5 separate regions of the Mus musculus genome follow, and all the other regions are linked to region 2. A link is a contact called in public Hi-C, HiChIP or PLAC-seq and promoter capture Hi-C data. All regions are on one chromosome and are shown on one strand. The core of a region is the stretch at or near the end of the contact, and the rest is flanking DNA. Distances in the headings are between cores, read along the strand shown.

Region 1 (2,700 bases), core at 46-2,545, 310 kb before region 2:
CTATTCCCAAGCCTTTTCATGAGGCTGCAGAGCTATCCTCCCACTCAAGGGACATACAGACAGGTCTTAGGGCTCATCTCTCTGATGATGGAGATTTCTTCTCCAGCCCTTAGTGGCCATAGTATGTACTATTTTCATCTGAGCAGCTTTTGCTTGGTTTTGACACAGGTGGGAACCCCTCTGGGCCCCATGTCATGATCAGGGTCAGGCAACACTGACTGCAGGTCTGGGACGTTCTTCATGGGTAAGCTGGGATATCTGAGACCTCGTAAGGATCCGTTAGCCTTCAATTCCCTGGCTTAGCAGACAAGGGGTTACTGGTACCCGCTGTGTGTTTGCCTCCGTTCAGAATGATGGAGACATGATGGGTTAGTACAGAAAGAAGCCAAGCCAGACCCGGTGGCATCTTCAGCCATTCCTCACTGGGTCAATCACTAGGAGCACTGCTAGCCCCAGCCCATGCTGTGTCGCACCCCTGACACCTGTACACACTGTCTTGTTACAGGAGTCATCAGTACCACCGTAGAGATGAATGCAGGCTACGTGGCTTCCAGGAGGCTTTATGCTTTTCCCAAGTCACAAGGCTGGACTTGGCATGTCCTGGCTCTCAACATAGCATCCCATCCATTGTGTCTCCTCACCTCGGGCACTCTCAGAACCCAAAATTCCCTGCTGAAGCACCTGGCAGAGCTGGCAATACGGCCTAGTATGAGAAACACCAGGTGCCCCTTTGTCCATGAGGCAGTGGATTCATCCAGGACAGCCCTCACTGAAACTGTCCTCAGTCTGTCCTCTATTTGCAGTTGGATGGGAATGGCTGGCTGGAAGTTTCCCTTTCTCTGTAGTGGTTTTCTTTTAAGCCTTCCCACATTTTGACTGGCCATGGCTGGGCATATAGCTCAGTTGGTCGAATCCTTATCTAGAGTTCAGGAGGCCCTGGGTTGCGTCTCCAGTGCCTACACAGCCTCTGGGTGATGACACATGTCTGTCATCCCAGCCCTTGGAGGGAGAGACGAGGGAAATCAGTAATTTGTCTTTTGCTACATAATAAGTTTGAAGCTAGCTTGAGCTGTATGAGAAAACACATTTTGCCATCCCTGGAGGTGAGGAGATGGGAAGGGATATAGGTGGCTGGGGTGGGCAAAAAGTTAGGGGTGCATGGGAAAGCTTGGAAGTGCTGCCTTTCACCTGTAGGGTAGAAGCAGGAAGTTGGCGTTTAGGTGCGGCCGCATTTCCCTCCCCTGAACCCTTTCCCTCCACCCCCACCACCCCCATCCCCCTCAACTGTCACCAGTGCTCACGCAGAACAATGAGCGCTTGTCTGACTCGGTGGAAGCAGGAGGAGGAAGCCGAGCCTGGGAGAGGATAATTGTTCTCCAAGTTGAGATTTTTTGGAAGAGAGAAACTTTATTGCACTTGGATTATAAATAAACTTCTCTCCCACAAACCTTCTTGCCAGGCCACAGAGCAAACTCTTCCTTCTGCCAGAGGTCAGGGAGCTGCAGTAGTCGTTGGTGGGTGGGTGAGGCCACTGTGCTGAGTTTCCAAGGCGCCTCTCAGCCCCTGAGCCTCTTCTCATTCACACGCCGCCTCCTTCAAACCCTATCTAATGTGGGAATGTCTTTGCTTTTCCACACTGCCCCGTCTTCATGGTTCCCACAATGTCGTCAGGAGCCTTGGCGTGGCATTGGTTCTGAAGAGCTCTGGCTTCCTCTGGGATTCCCCACAGATCCAGGATGGGCCAGGTGGGTGTGGGCTGTGCAGTGTGCTACAAGTCAGTGGTGCCCTGGGGAGCCAGCCGGCAGGGATAAACTAGGGGTTTCAGAGGATCCTATAAGTAGCATCTTACTTGTATTTTATACTGATAAGACTGTAAAGTGCCCTTCCTAGGCGGTCGGAGGCCCAGGTGGACTTTTCCAGGGGGCGAAGGCCTTGGCTAATCCTCCACTTTTCCTGTCTATATATGCATGGAAGCTGACATTTACAATGGAACGGGACTTGCCCAGAGCTACAGTGTTCATTGTTTTCAGATCCAAGCTTAGACACAGTGGCCTCCAGGAGACTTCACTGCTCAGAGAGGTGCCCCTTCCCTGCCATGAGTTTAAATTCAGGCACCTCCAGAAATTCTCCCATTTTGCAGCATGCTAGAGAAGTTGATGTCTAGCTTGGTAATGTATCTACATAAACCTGGAGACTTCTGTCATCACATGTGTGTCCCCACCTGATGAGGTTAGACCCGAGGTCTAACCTCAAACATTAGCCCCCCAACGACCAGTTCCTCTTTCTGCCACCTCACTTGCTGCTCTGTGAGCTGCAAAGAGAGGCTGCCATTAACATTGCCCTCTGAAGACTGCTCAGAACCAGACAGCTGGGTCTGGACCTTCAGAAATGATCCCTAAGGATAGAGAGAGAGGCAGGCCACTCTGTCTCGACAGTGGACCACCAGTCGTACTATTCTGCAAGTCAGCTTATGCTCTGTCCCTCCCCCCGGCTTTCTCTTTGTTCAGTAACAGTGCCATCCAAGAGGAACATAAGGAGGGCCACATGCACAGTGTTAGCTTTCCCATCAGCTAAAGAAGAAGAAAAAAATGCAACAACAAAATACCCAGAGGTACAAGAAATTCCAAGTGCCCATGGCTATTTGTGGCTACTGTGGTGGACAGCACGGCCCTGTGGGGGCCTTGCTCTCCTCATTGCTCT
Region 2 (2,700 bases), core at 113-2,612:
TTTCCCTTTTCACAGCACCTCATAAAGGGCTTCCTTAGAGCACACCCTTTCTGTTCCACTACCCTGGAGGTACTGGAGGGAAGCATCCCGGGATTCCTACTGCCTGCATCCTGGGACTCCTACCGCCTCCATCACTATCTCCATCCTTCTGCATTTTTCCGAGGTTTCATTTTGTAACACGAAGTGCTTCACCTGGAATCGGTTCTAATTCTCCAAAGCATTCCAGAGAGACTCTTAGCGTTTTTATTCCCCTAAAGCATTATTTGGCGGTTTTCTCTGGTTTTCTCTTAGAAGCACACTTCTCTTGTTTTGATTGTTCAGGTCCTTTGTCTTTCCCACTTTTTCACTTCCTTAGCTCACCTTATTTTATAATTAAAGTACCTCTTCTGTTCAGCAGAGGGCTCCCTTTCCATCCGTGCTTGTAGCCCTAGCATCTAGGATTTGAAGCTTGCGCTCCTCGACTTTCTCTGTCGACACTAGATCACTTAACTTGGAAACAATCCCACCTAGCTTGGTGTGGCTGCGCTAAGGGTCCCTCTGCTGCGGACATTACTCCGTTCCTCTAGGATTGAACATTCTTTGGATACCCTCCCAGTGTTCCTGAAGCCATTTCACTCCCTGGATCCCCTGCTGGTTCTTCATACGAGGTTCGGTAGGGTGCACATCACTAACGTCAATTTACAGCCGAGGAAACTGAGACTTAGAGAGATTCACCCAAGATCTTGTAGCTTGTGAGGTTAACTAGCAACCGGTCAGCTCTGGCTTTTCGGTCCAGCCCAGCAGCTTAGCATCTCGCTGTTGCTGGAGTTGATTACAATCTCCCGGGTTTAGTACGCGGTCCTTTTCTCATTCATATTTCAAATCCACAGGCAGAAAAATGTTTCTACACAGCTAAAGGGGCTGGGGTATTGGGGACCCCAGGGTGTGTGTTGGGGGGAGAGCTTTCTCAGGCTCCAAGTTGGGGTCGGTTTGAGATGGGGATGGCAGAGAACGGTAAGGTAAAACCTAGCAAAAGATGGCAAAGGCTAGAGACCTAGGACAGAGGCAGCTTCTGTCCACCCATCCCCATAGCTCGCAAGCTAGGGGCCGGAGTTCTGCTAGGGGGCGAAATCGGGATGCAGGGCGCCCCCTCGCGCTCTCCCGCTCTCCTCCGGGCTGGCGGGTGAAGCGCCAGCAGTCGCAGGTCCTCTCCATCCCCCTCCTCCTTTTCTCCCCCGCTCCCCTCCTTCTCTCCTCTGGCTTCCAACTCCTCCCCCACGCCTCCCCCCCACCCCACCGCCTGCTCCCTCACTCTCCTCCTCCCGGCTCGCTCCGGCGCGCGGGGTCTGGAGCTAGTTGGAGCGCGGGGGTTGGTGCTGGAGCCCAGCTCCGCCGAGCCCCGCCGGTCGGCCGCGCATCCAGCGGCTGTTGGAGCAGCCGGAGCGCAGCCGGGCCCGACAGGAGTCGGAGACTGCGGCGGAGCGCTGAACCCGTAGTCCGGAGCCTTGCTGTTCGGCCGCCCCATTCCCAGACCGGCCACCAGCCCTCGGGTTCGTCGCTGTGGTCCGCACCGCCCTGAGCCCAGGGCCGCGGGGAGCCCGGCACCTGCGCGTGCTGCCGGGAGGTGAGTCCGGGAGCTTCCGGAGCTTTTTCCCTCGCCAGCTGGGGCTGTGAGTTGCAAACTTCAGCAACTAGGATAGGTAGAGGGGTGGGAGTCCGGGGGCGCTGGTAAGTTGGAGGCACGTTGGGGAGGCTTCAGGGGGCTGGAGCGCGGGTCCCGGGGCTGTCTGGGGCTACCTCGGCTGGGGCGCCACCGGAGCTGCTGCGTTCCTGACACCCGCTCGCTCTGGCTTCTGGCTCCACTGGGCTGCGATCAGCGCGTCTAGGCTGCAGCCGCGGCGGAGACCCAGATCGCGGGCCTGGAGTAGGGGGACTGACCAGGGAAAGGCTGGGGGAGCGAGGGGGCAAAGGAACGGAGACTGGGCCGAGACAGAGGTTCAGCAGAGGGCGGGCGGGGAAACCTGGCAGAGGAAGAGTGCGGGCGGCGAGGCGCGTGGGAACGCGTGGCCGGCCCAGAGTGTGAAATCTCCCGCGCAGGGACGTCCCCCATGCCGCCGCCACCAACCCGGCCCTCGCCTGATTCTTCCTAGACCCCTCCACCCCCTAGGCTACTCCAGCCTTAACTGGGCCCTTCGGAGCCCACAGTGTCCTCTAAGGCCCTGGATGGAGCAGCCCGGGGCCCCTTGCTCCTGCCTCAGCCAGTGAAGCGGGTGCGGCGGCGGGAACCTGGGACTAAAGGGGCGATTTCCTGATTTATTTTTCTCATGGTAATTTGTCTTTGTGATTGGGGCTGCCCATTCACTTTCCGCTCACGTCGTGCGGGAGATCCAGCGCGGAGGGAGGGATGGGGGGGGGGGTTGCGCTTGGGCACAAGGAGGGATGCGAACAGGAAAGGGGATCCGGGGACCCGAGCCGGCGGGAGCGGAGACAGAAGTAGCAGCAGGACCCGCGGAGAAAAAGCGAAGGTGAAGAGGATCGGCAGAACGATGTGGGCTCCGTTGCGGGCCTCAAACTTTAAAGAACCAGACGACCACCTGAAGCGCCGATCTCATCCCTTCTGGTTGCTTTACCGGGGCCCGGTTCTGAGTCGTCTCGCCCCGTTGCGCCAGACATGAGTAGGCGCTGAGTTTGGATCTGGAGCGGTGGCCTCGGGACCTTGCC
Region 3 (2,700 bases), core at 146-2,645, 330 kb after region 2:
CCCTTAGGATCTAATGATCTTTTCCTGGGGATTAGGTTCTGGTTCATAATAGTAAGCAAAATTACAGTTATGAAGTAGCAACAAAAATAATTTTGTGGTTGGGGTCACCTCAACCTGAGGAACTGTGTTAAAGGTCTGCAGCATTAGGAAGGTTGAGAATCACTGATCTAGGAAAAGTGAAAAATGAGATTCTCACTTTACTAGCTAGCTGCCCATTGAGGGCTCCCTTGTGAAATCAAACCTGTGTTTTCCGGAAGGGATCAGAGCTAAGCAGGTCTCTTGTGCCCTCCTACCCAGGCTTCCTGAAACCCTGTGTTACACCTTTCTCTTGTTTTCATTTTTTTTTTTTTTTTTCCTTCTTGGGTCTTTGCTGGGCTGTTACCTTGCCCACTGCCCGGTCTCCTCAGCCTCCTTTCCTCTCCTCTGGCCCAAATGTTCCCTCCATCCTGCACTCTGAGGATGACCCTGGTCTGCAAAATCTCTGATATTAACACATGGTGGCTTTCCAGAAGTCACAGATCTGGGACTTCCATTCACCCACCTGAGCGAGAAATGAAGGCTGGGCCTCCTTTGCAGAAGGCCAATAGAGGTGGGGAACATTCAACTGCTTAACTGTTCAGGAACCTTCCAGAGATGAGGGAACACCCCCAGTCCCTATCCCAACCTGGGTTCCAAGCTTACAGCCACCTCAGATCATCTTGGGGCTGAAGGACGAGGTAGGAACAAGACACCACCACCCATTACCCACCCCTGCCCTGTCCCTCCCTCCTCCACTGAGGCACAAGAGCTCTAGGGCTTTTCACTTCTCAAGCTCATCTCCCTAAGAACCCTGCGGTGCTAGCGGACCCTGGACTCCTCCCGTTTCTTAATTCTTTTCCTGCCCCACCTGAATAATAAAAACAGGACAGTTAAAACAACAAACAAGGGCTGGAGAGATGGCTCAGCCGTGAAAGGCTAGGCTCACAACCAAACAACAAACAAACGAACACGGGAAGGTCCACAGATTGCTTCAGGGAGCGACTGGGAAAGCAAGGGGAACGCCACTCCCGGTTGCGCTCGCCACGCAGATTCTGCCTCCAGGATCTCCCGCACCGAACGAGCTGCAGCCGAGGGCTAGACCTGGCACCCATGGTCCCAAACCCCGCGCGAGGCGACCCTCCCCGACCTTCGCGCCCCTCACCATCCTCCGGGGAGAAGAGCACCCGGAAGCGTGCTGGGTTCCCCGGCTCCGGGACGACCTCGCACTCCCCTCCTCCGGATTTCTTCCGGCTCTGGAAGTACACTTGCAACTTGTTGATCAAGTTCTTTGGGGGGTCGGGGCCCCAAGAGCCCTCGACCAGCAGCGGGAAGGAACCCGACGCTGCCATCCTGACTGAACTAGGAAGCGGCGACTGCTGGGTCGTCCAAAACTGCTCAGAGTTTTAACATTGAGATAACTTCTTTCGCTTTCATTTCCTGGAAATCCCTCCCCGTCCTTAGTTTCTATCTTCACCTCGCTATCCCAGGATTGGAATAGTGCAACAACAACAACAACAACAACAACAACAACAACAACACACACACACACACACACACACACAGAGCTACCACCCACCCACCCCCAGGCACTTTGTTCTCCTGCTCTCAACAGAAGCCAGTCAATCCTCCACCCGAGCTCTAGCCTCCAGGCCACCTCCTTAGCAGCTCCAGAGCTGGGCCCCGCCCGCACTCCACCTGAGCTACAGCTGAGCCCTGCTCCATCACTAGGATAGTTTCTGCATACCTGAAAACCCACGCTGTATAAGAGAAGGAAAACGATCCTCTCAGGATGCTCCCTGCTCACTTGGGGGACCACCCGAGGGCATCTGACCTGACTTTCCTGCTTCAGAATTCTGTTTTCTCATCTGTGCATACTTTGTGTTTACAAACTCCCAGTATTGAGGAACGCGTGCTGGCGTCCATGCTTTCTGGGTGTTCAACGGAGGGACACAGGTATGGGGACACAGGAGACGGTCGACAACTCTAGGGAGAAATACACAGGTGTTGGAGCAGAAGAGCATGGGCTCCCAGCCCAATTATGGAAAGATCAGGTAGCACTTCTGGGCAAGGGACGTGCTACCCGAGAGCCTAAGAACTACTAAGAAATGACCTTAGATGGTGGGTCTCTGGGGCTTTGTGGTTCACTTACACAAAATAACTTAGGCTGCTGCATGGTGGCTGAGTTCGACAGGAGTGAGAGAAAGCCAGGCTGACCTGGGTGCTCAGGAGAGGGCTCTGGTCCCGCTACTGGTCTAGGGCTCTTGGGGCTCCGACACCCGCCTCCCCCATTCCCCCTCCTAGGAAGAACGTGATGGCCTCTAAGCTGCCTTTGGAGACAAGATTGGCCGAAAGATATGAACAGTTCATCCAGGAGTGGTCCAAGCAACAGGAGTGAGGTGCGCCTACTGTGACCGGGATAAGAAGAGACTGGGAATCTGTATATCCTTAACGCGTGATGAGCGAATATTTGGGATACGCATTAAAGCAGGCTTTGCCGGTCCAGGGCTAGAGTATGGTGACCCCCTCGGGGCCCCTGGTAACACTATCTGATGGAGAACAGGGACGATGGGGAGTCTGAAGAGGACCGAGGTCTGAAAAAAAGGAAGGAAGCCGAGGCAGCACTCAGAGCTTCCCCCCTCCCCCCCCCCTTTTTTTTTTTTTTTTCTAGACAGGGTTTCTCTG
Region 4 (2,700 bases), core at 141-2,640, 390 kb before region 2:
ATAGATTACTCAAAGGCTGGAGGATTACTCAAGATCCCGTTTACGCAGATCCCTTGGAATTCTTTTTTTCTCTCCTCCCGGTTTGCAGCTCTGGCAAGGTTTATCTTCAGTTGCCAAGGAGATGAGCAGTGGAGGAGGATGTGGACCTCTAGGCTTCTTGTCAACTTTGGAGGACGGCAGAAGGATGAAGGGGCTGACAGCATACAAGTCACCCTCCCCAAGCAAAACTGCCAGAACTCCGGTTAGGACAGCTTAGGGGGTCAAGGGAGCTGAAGAGGCAGACAGACCCAGATCTTCTACTCAGCTGTCTACTCTTGTCTACCCTTGCCTTTATTCAGGAGTTCCCAGAAGGGTCATTTTTGCTTCCCTGACTGGCAAGGAGACTAGCTTGCCTGTGGGAGCATCTGGGTAGGTGTGGAAGCCAGCGTAGCACTGAAGAAAAGATCTTTGGATTGTGGGTTAGGAGACCTGTGTGGTGTATTCCAAGTTGGCTAAGTTCTTAGAGCCTCAGTTTCCACATTTGCAAATAGGAAATAGCTACACAGGCCCTGTCCCCCATCCGAGCCCATGGCTGTTACTAGAACCACATGGGATTTAAAACACATGAACAGGCAAAGGGCTCCTTATAAACGCCAGGTGTTCCCACAGCTGTCAGTGGTGTTTCCTCTTAGTAACTATGCTCCAAAGTGGTCCTGCTCGCCCCACCCTGGCTGCATCGGCCTCACCCACTGCTAGCAACTCCATCTTTTCCATCGCTGTCTTTCTGTGCCCCAGACATCCTCAGTCTCTGCATCTCCCTAGTTCATTTCCGGGTCTGGCTCTGGGTCCCTCCGTCCTCTCTAGGGACTCTGTCTCCAGTTCCCTGCGGCAGTAGCGGTCGGGGCGCCCCCCACCCGGCGCGCCCTCCGTTGGCACCGTCGCCGGGCCACAGAATCGCCCAATAAGAGCGCCGGACTCGAGTCTGACAGCTCTGGAAGCGGCCAATAGAGCCGGACCAGAGAAGGGGGGAGCAGCACCGTAGCTGAAGTTGGGCTGAATGGGGGTGGGGGAGAAAAGGGTAATAAAAAGAGGGGAGATAGGACTGGGGTCGCAGGACCCGATCGGGGGTGGATTGCCCGCTACCCAGGTCCGACGAGGGATCCGCCCGTTGACCCGGCTCCAGGCACCAGGGAGGGAGGGGCGCAGTGAAAATATAGGTGAGGAAGGGGAGCGGGGGTCCCTGCGGCTCCCGGGCCCGGCTTGAGTATGTTCGCGGGGTGCCGGGGCCAGGACGCGGGCGGCGGCAGGGCAGAGGGCGGAGGCGGCCGCACGCCGCTGTGAGCCGAGGCCCGAGCGGCGCGGGGGGCGGGGAGGCGGCGGGAGGAGGGGATGCGGAGGGCGCTCCGGCGGCGGCGGCGGCGAGCGGGCGAGAAGGGAGGAGCGGCGCGAGCGGCCGGAGCGGCGCAGGGCCCGAGGCGTGCATGGCGCGCCCGGAGCCGGGCTCCCTCGGGCCCCTCGGGAGCGCCCCCGGGGCGCCGCGGCTCTTCGGCCGGCCCTTATCGGCCGGCTGCTGTTGAGCCGCAGCCCTCCATCGCTGGATGCCGTGGTCCCCGGGAGAAGCCCGCCTGCGTTGGGGCAGAACGGCGGCGGCGCTGCGCCGGATTCCGCCCTCCGCGTAGTGGTTCTGCGCTCGGCTACGGTGGGCCAGCCGCCGGCAACGAGGAACCCAGGGCTTGCGGAGCTAGCGACTCAACCCTCGGGACCTGCCGGAACGGGCCGGCCTGCTGGGTCTGGGGGACAGGAGGAGACGAGAGGGGAAGGGCCGCACCGCAGGAGCCGGTCCTCGCCCCCGCCCCCTGCGCGGGCACGCCGGAGGCTCTGTTCGCCTTTCGCGGGGGCCACGCTCCCACTCGCGCCTCCGGAGGTGGGGGATGCGGGCGACGGCCCCCCCGGGCTCCAGGACCCTCCTCCCCGGGGCTCCGGAGCTCTTGCTCCGCCCGCCGCCCCCTCCCCCGTCCTCTCCACCCCCCATCCCACCTCCCCACCCCTCGTAAGAAAATAATGCTGGCAGGAGCCTGCACCTCCCAGTCGCTCCCAGTGCGCTGCGAGCAAAGGGCACCCGCTGCGTCTCCGTGCCGGGACCCCTGCCGAGCCGCCCTCGCCGCCACCTTGCTGGGAGAGTCGCTGCTCTCGGCTTAGGCAAAAGCCACGAGCGCCGCGCCCGGGAACTGCCAGCTTCGGAGAGGCGCCGCCCGCAAGGACACCTCTCCGTCCCGCCTGCTCCTCAACTCCCAGCCTGAGCTCGACGCGAGCCAGGAGTCCGGACATCTCTGCGTCCGGCGCAGCAGTCAGAGCTGTCCCCACTGCCACCGCTCGGAGCCAACTCCGTCTCGGACCTGGGACTCTGGACTCTAATTCGTAGCTACTTCTCACCTCGGGGCTGCGCTGTCTCCCCGCTAGCCTTCCCGTTGTCCTCCACCGCTCAGGACGGGGGTGCCACGATGTCCCGCTGCTGCGCAGGGCCCCGGGCCTCCCTCGACGTGTGACCCTAGCCTGGTCCCCCTGCTTGGCTGTCCGCCCTCTCCTTGGAGACCCCCGGCCCGGCCCCCGGGGGAAGAGGAAGAAGACGACGAGGCCGAGGGGGGGATGTCCGGCTCCAAAAGCGTGAGCCCCCCGGGCTACGCTGCACAGACAGCGGCGTCGCCAGCGCCCCGGGGAGGC
Region 5 (2,700 bases), core at 4-2,503, 430 kb before region 2:
TCCGTCTCCTTCCTAACTCACTTTCTCACACACCAGGGTATGCCTCAAGAAGAATGCATGAGTCCACCCTGCTCCTGCTTACACCTGCAGCCCATGTTTTGCTCACTCCTGTCCGTGGTTGTATTTGTAGGGCCATGTGGAGTTCGACAGTGGGTGTGTCCACAGCATGCTTGTGGAAGTCAGGAGGACTGGGGTAATCCTTTCTCTCCTTGCCCCGTGTGGGTTCTGGGAATTGAACTCAGGCTGTCCTGATTGGCAGCAGCCAGTGCCTTTACCTGAGAAGCCATCTCCCTGGCCCTCTTATGGAGAATTTTGAAGAACATTGTAGGACTCTTGATCTTGGAGGTTCTGACTCAGCTTCGAGTCTCATTCTAACCCAAGAACTCTGGCCAGCAGGGCCAGAGCAGATCTAGCCTGGGGAAAGGTTCTACTGGACACTTGCCATTTTTTTTTTTTTTTTTAATCAATTGCCAACAACTTAAAACTGAAAGACACCATTTAGTCTTCAAAAGGCAAGGCGTCGGGAGTGGACATTCCCCATGAGGCCTTGCTGACACCCAGGGAAGACTTCCCGTGTTGGATCTGATGCTAAGGGAAGGAGCAAGTTCTCAGCCCAGTGCTGTCTGTATAAAGCCTGCCACTCAGCCTGCCACTGACCACTCAGGTCCTGGAGGCCGCTGGAGCAGGTACTAAGATGGGGAACAGATCTCAGACTTTGAGCTCCATCTGTATGCCTCTCTAACCTCCACAGGGAATCCATAACCGTCTATTCACCCTTCCAAACTGAAACTCCTCTCCTTCCCTTACCTGGCACAAACCATCATCCCCTACAGCCCCCCTCTGTTCCCCTTCTCCCCTCTGAATGGCCTCCATCAGACAACCACACAAGGCAAGCCCTAGAGCCATCTCCTCTCTTCTGGGTCCTCACCCATCCTTACTTTACTCCGTTGTTAAATCCTGTTGATATTACCTCCTGGGGATCCACTGAGTCTATCTGCTTCCTCACTGACTCCTCCCTGTCTAAGCCAACATCGATGCTGTCTGGACCACTCCCTCTCAATGAGAAGACAATAGAGGCCTCTGAGCTCTCCTGCTCCCCACCACCACCATTGCCCACAGAGCTTTTTGAAAATACAAATACGTCCTTGTGACTGTTGCTGATAAGGTGAAGAAGAGACCCCTGAACACAGCCAGGACCCACCTGTGCCCTGTGCCCGCTTCTGTCCCCAGCACCTCTGCTTCCTACATTCAAGAAGCCTTGCACTGTTCCCATGTCCTATTCTCACTTGGCCTGTTTTCCCACAATCCCTCAAGGGATGATATTCACTCTCTCTGCACCCAGATAACCCTTTCCCATCTTCCGCTGTCGGCTGTGGCCTTGCCCCTTGAAGTGGTCCAAGACCAGTGCTGGCATTTCTCCCAAGCACCCCACAGTGGTAAAGTTGCCAGAATGCAACATGAAGCCAAAGACCCAATCTACTTTAAAATCAGATAAACGGTGGGTGTTCTGGCGAGTCTCCTGCAGGGTGTTTAGTTTCTAAATTACACGAGCATACCTATTTCAGATCACTGACCCCACCGCTGTCTCTCCTCAACTTCCTGTGCAGACTGTGGGCTCTCTGATAGAGGACCCTTCCCAGGCCTGTGTTGCATTATGATGCCTGCCTGCCACTGCAGCTAGCTGGGTACACAGGCAGGAGGTGAAAAGATGTTTTGACTGGAATCAGGTTCTAGATTCTAGGAAAAACCTGAGAAAGGCAGTGTGTTGCAGACCCACAGGCCCCAACGCTCACAGTTCTCTCCCTCCACTGTGCTGTCTCCCCACCCTCACCCCCATTCCTGGAATGAAGCTTCATTCTACATGAATGACATGGGCAGCCTCTCAGAGGTCCTGAAGCCTAGTTGGTGACTTGTACCCATAGTCCCAGGTCATTTTAGCCTAGGAGTTCAACATCCGGGGCATATAGTAAAATGTTATCTTAAAGAAATAAAGAAAGCAGGCTGGAGAGATGGCTCAGCAGTTAAGAGCAGAGGCTGTTCCCGAGGAGAATTTGGGTTTGGTTCCCAGAACCCACACGGCATCTTACAACCTAATGTGACTCTAGTCTCAGGAAACCCCTCTGCTGGCCTCTGTTGGCACCAGGCATACATGTGGGGCCCATACATGTGTGCAGGCAAACACATACAAATAAACAATTTTTTTTTTTTATTTTAAAGAAAGGTGTAGGGAGGTGGTTCAAACTGACAAAGTGTTTGCTGAATAAGCATGGGAACTGGAGCTCTGCACCCACTTAAAAAAAAAAAAACAACAACAACCAAACCTACAAGAACAACAAAGGCATCAGGCCTGTTGGAGTTCCCTATAGTCTCAGTACAGGGGAGTCAGAGGCAGGCTCCCTAGGCCACACTGGCACTCAATCAGACAGCTCCTGGTTTAATGAAAGACTTCATCTAAAAGAAAGAAAGAAAGAAAGAAAGAAAGAAAGAAAGAAAGAAAGAAAGAAAGAAAGAAAGAAAGAAAGAAAGAAAGAAAAGAAAATGAAGGACAGGTGAGGAGACCCCCCCCCCCATGCCAACCTCTGGCACAAGCACACACGTACATACAAAATTAAGTAAAATGATAAATCAGTCCGTGGAAGCTGGCTGCTGAGAGACTAACACTGCCCCTCTCCTAGCCCCCTCCCTTTCCCCTCCTCCTCT

The links. Promoter capture Hi-C pulls out the DNA fragments that hold promoters and counts their contacts. A called contact is a pair of places that touch in the nucleus more often than the background predicts. HiChIP or PLAC-seq counts read pairs in DNA pulled down with a chosen protein or histone mark.
Region 1: a contact with region 2 is called in a promoter capture Hi-C map of embryonic stem cells. The contact joins the enhancer-like site here to the promoter of Sema5b in region 2. A contact is called at or near these places in 11 of 39 promoter capture datasets (the 3T3-L1 cell line, the C10 cell line, the HPC-7 cell line and 5 more) and 1 of 115 datasets of contacts at active chromatin or transcription factors (embryonic stem cells).
Region 3: a Hi-C map of embryonic stem cells shows a contact between it and region 2, with 3 times the contacts expected there. The contact joins the promoter of Parp14 here to the promoter of Sema5b in region 2. A contact is called at or near these places in 7 of 39 promoter capture datasets (the 3T3-L1 cell line, cranial neural crest, embryonic stem cells and 3 more), 8 of 484 Hi-C or Micro-C datasets (embryonic stem cells and nephron progenitors) and 6 of 115 datasets of contacts at active chromatin or transcription factors (embryonic basal ganglia and embryonic stem cells).
Region 4: a contact with region 2 is called in a promoter capture Hi-C map of embryonic stem cells. The contact joins the promoter of Adcy5 here to the promoter of Sema5b in region 2. A contact is called at or near these places in 20 of 39 promoter capture datasets (the 3T3-L1 cell line, the C10 cell line, the HPC-7 cell line and 10 more), 22 of 484 Hi-C or Micro-C datasets (differentiating embryonic stem cells, embryonic stem cells, stem cell-derived neural progenitor cells and 1 more) and 9 of 115 datasets of contacts at active chromatin or transcription factors (embryonic stem cells and stem cell-derived neural progenitor cells).
Region 5: an H3K4me3 HiChIP or PLAC-seq map of embryonic stem cells shows a contact between it and region 2, with 5 times the contacts expected there. The contact joins the enhancer-like site here to the promoter of Sema5b in region 2. A contact is called at or near these places in 17 of 39 promoter capture datasets (the 3T3-L1 cell line, 3T3-L1-derived adipocytes, the HPC-7 cell line and 9 more), 1 of 15 datasets of contacts at CTCF or cohesin (embryonic stem cells), 28 of 484 Hi-C or Micro-C datasets (B cells, Sertoli cells, cardiomyocytes and 16 more), 16 of 115 datasets of contacts at active chromatin or transcription factors (embryonic basal ganglia, embryonic forebrain, embryonic hindbrain and 7 more) and 2 of 9 other capture datasets (embryonic stem cells and embryonic tail).

What each region holds. Positions count from the first base shown.
Region 1 is chr16:35,231,021-35,233,720 of GRCm38.p6, forward strand. The region is part of intron 1 of Adcy5 (adenylate cyclase 5); the gene reads left to right. It overlaps Gm46550 (a long non-coding RNA gene), which reads left to right. Exons shown (of 3, transcript XR_001781915.2): 2 at 904-906. Among named protein-coding and RNA genes, the nearest start is that of Gm46550, 3.2 kb to the left of the region's middle. Within about 2 kb of position 1,296, at least 25 of the 459 cell types and tissues checked have an H3K27ac peak or open chromatin away from gene starts, as enhancers often do.
Region 2 is chr16:35,540,000-35,542,699 of GRCm38.p6, forward strand. Sema5b (sema domain, seven thrombospondin repeats (type 1 and type 1-like), transmembrane domain (TM) and short cytoplasmic domain, (semaphorin) 5B) reads left to right here and starts at 1,363. Exons shown (of 22, transcript NM_013661.2): 1 at 1,363-1,603.
Region 3 is chr16:35,869,987-35,872,686 of GRCm38.p6, forward strand. It overlaps Parp14 (poly (ADP-ribose) polymerase family, member 14), which reads right to left and starts at 1,396. Exons shown (of 17, transcript NM_001039530.3): 1 at 1,181-1,396. The coding sequence starts at 1,367.
Region 4 is chr16:35,153,474-35,156,173 of GRCm38.p6, forward strand. It overlaps Adcy5 (adenylate cyclase 5), which reads left to right and starts at 1,391. Exons shown (of 21, transcript NM_001012765.5): 1 at 1,391-2,700. The coding sequence starts at 2,626.
Region 5 is chr16:35,113,013-35,115,712 of GRCm38.p6, forward strand. No RefSeq gene overlaps it. Among named protein-coding and RNA genes, the nearest start is that of Adcy5, 41 kb to the right of the region's middle. Within about 2 kb of position 1,254, at least 2 of the 459 cell types and tissues checked have an H3K27ac peak or open chromatin away from gene starts, as enhancers often do.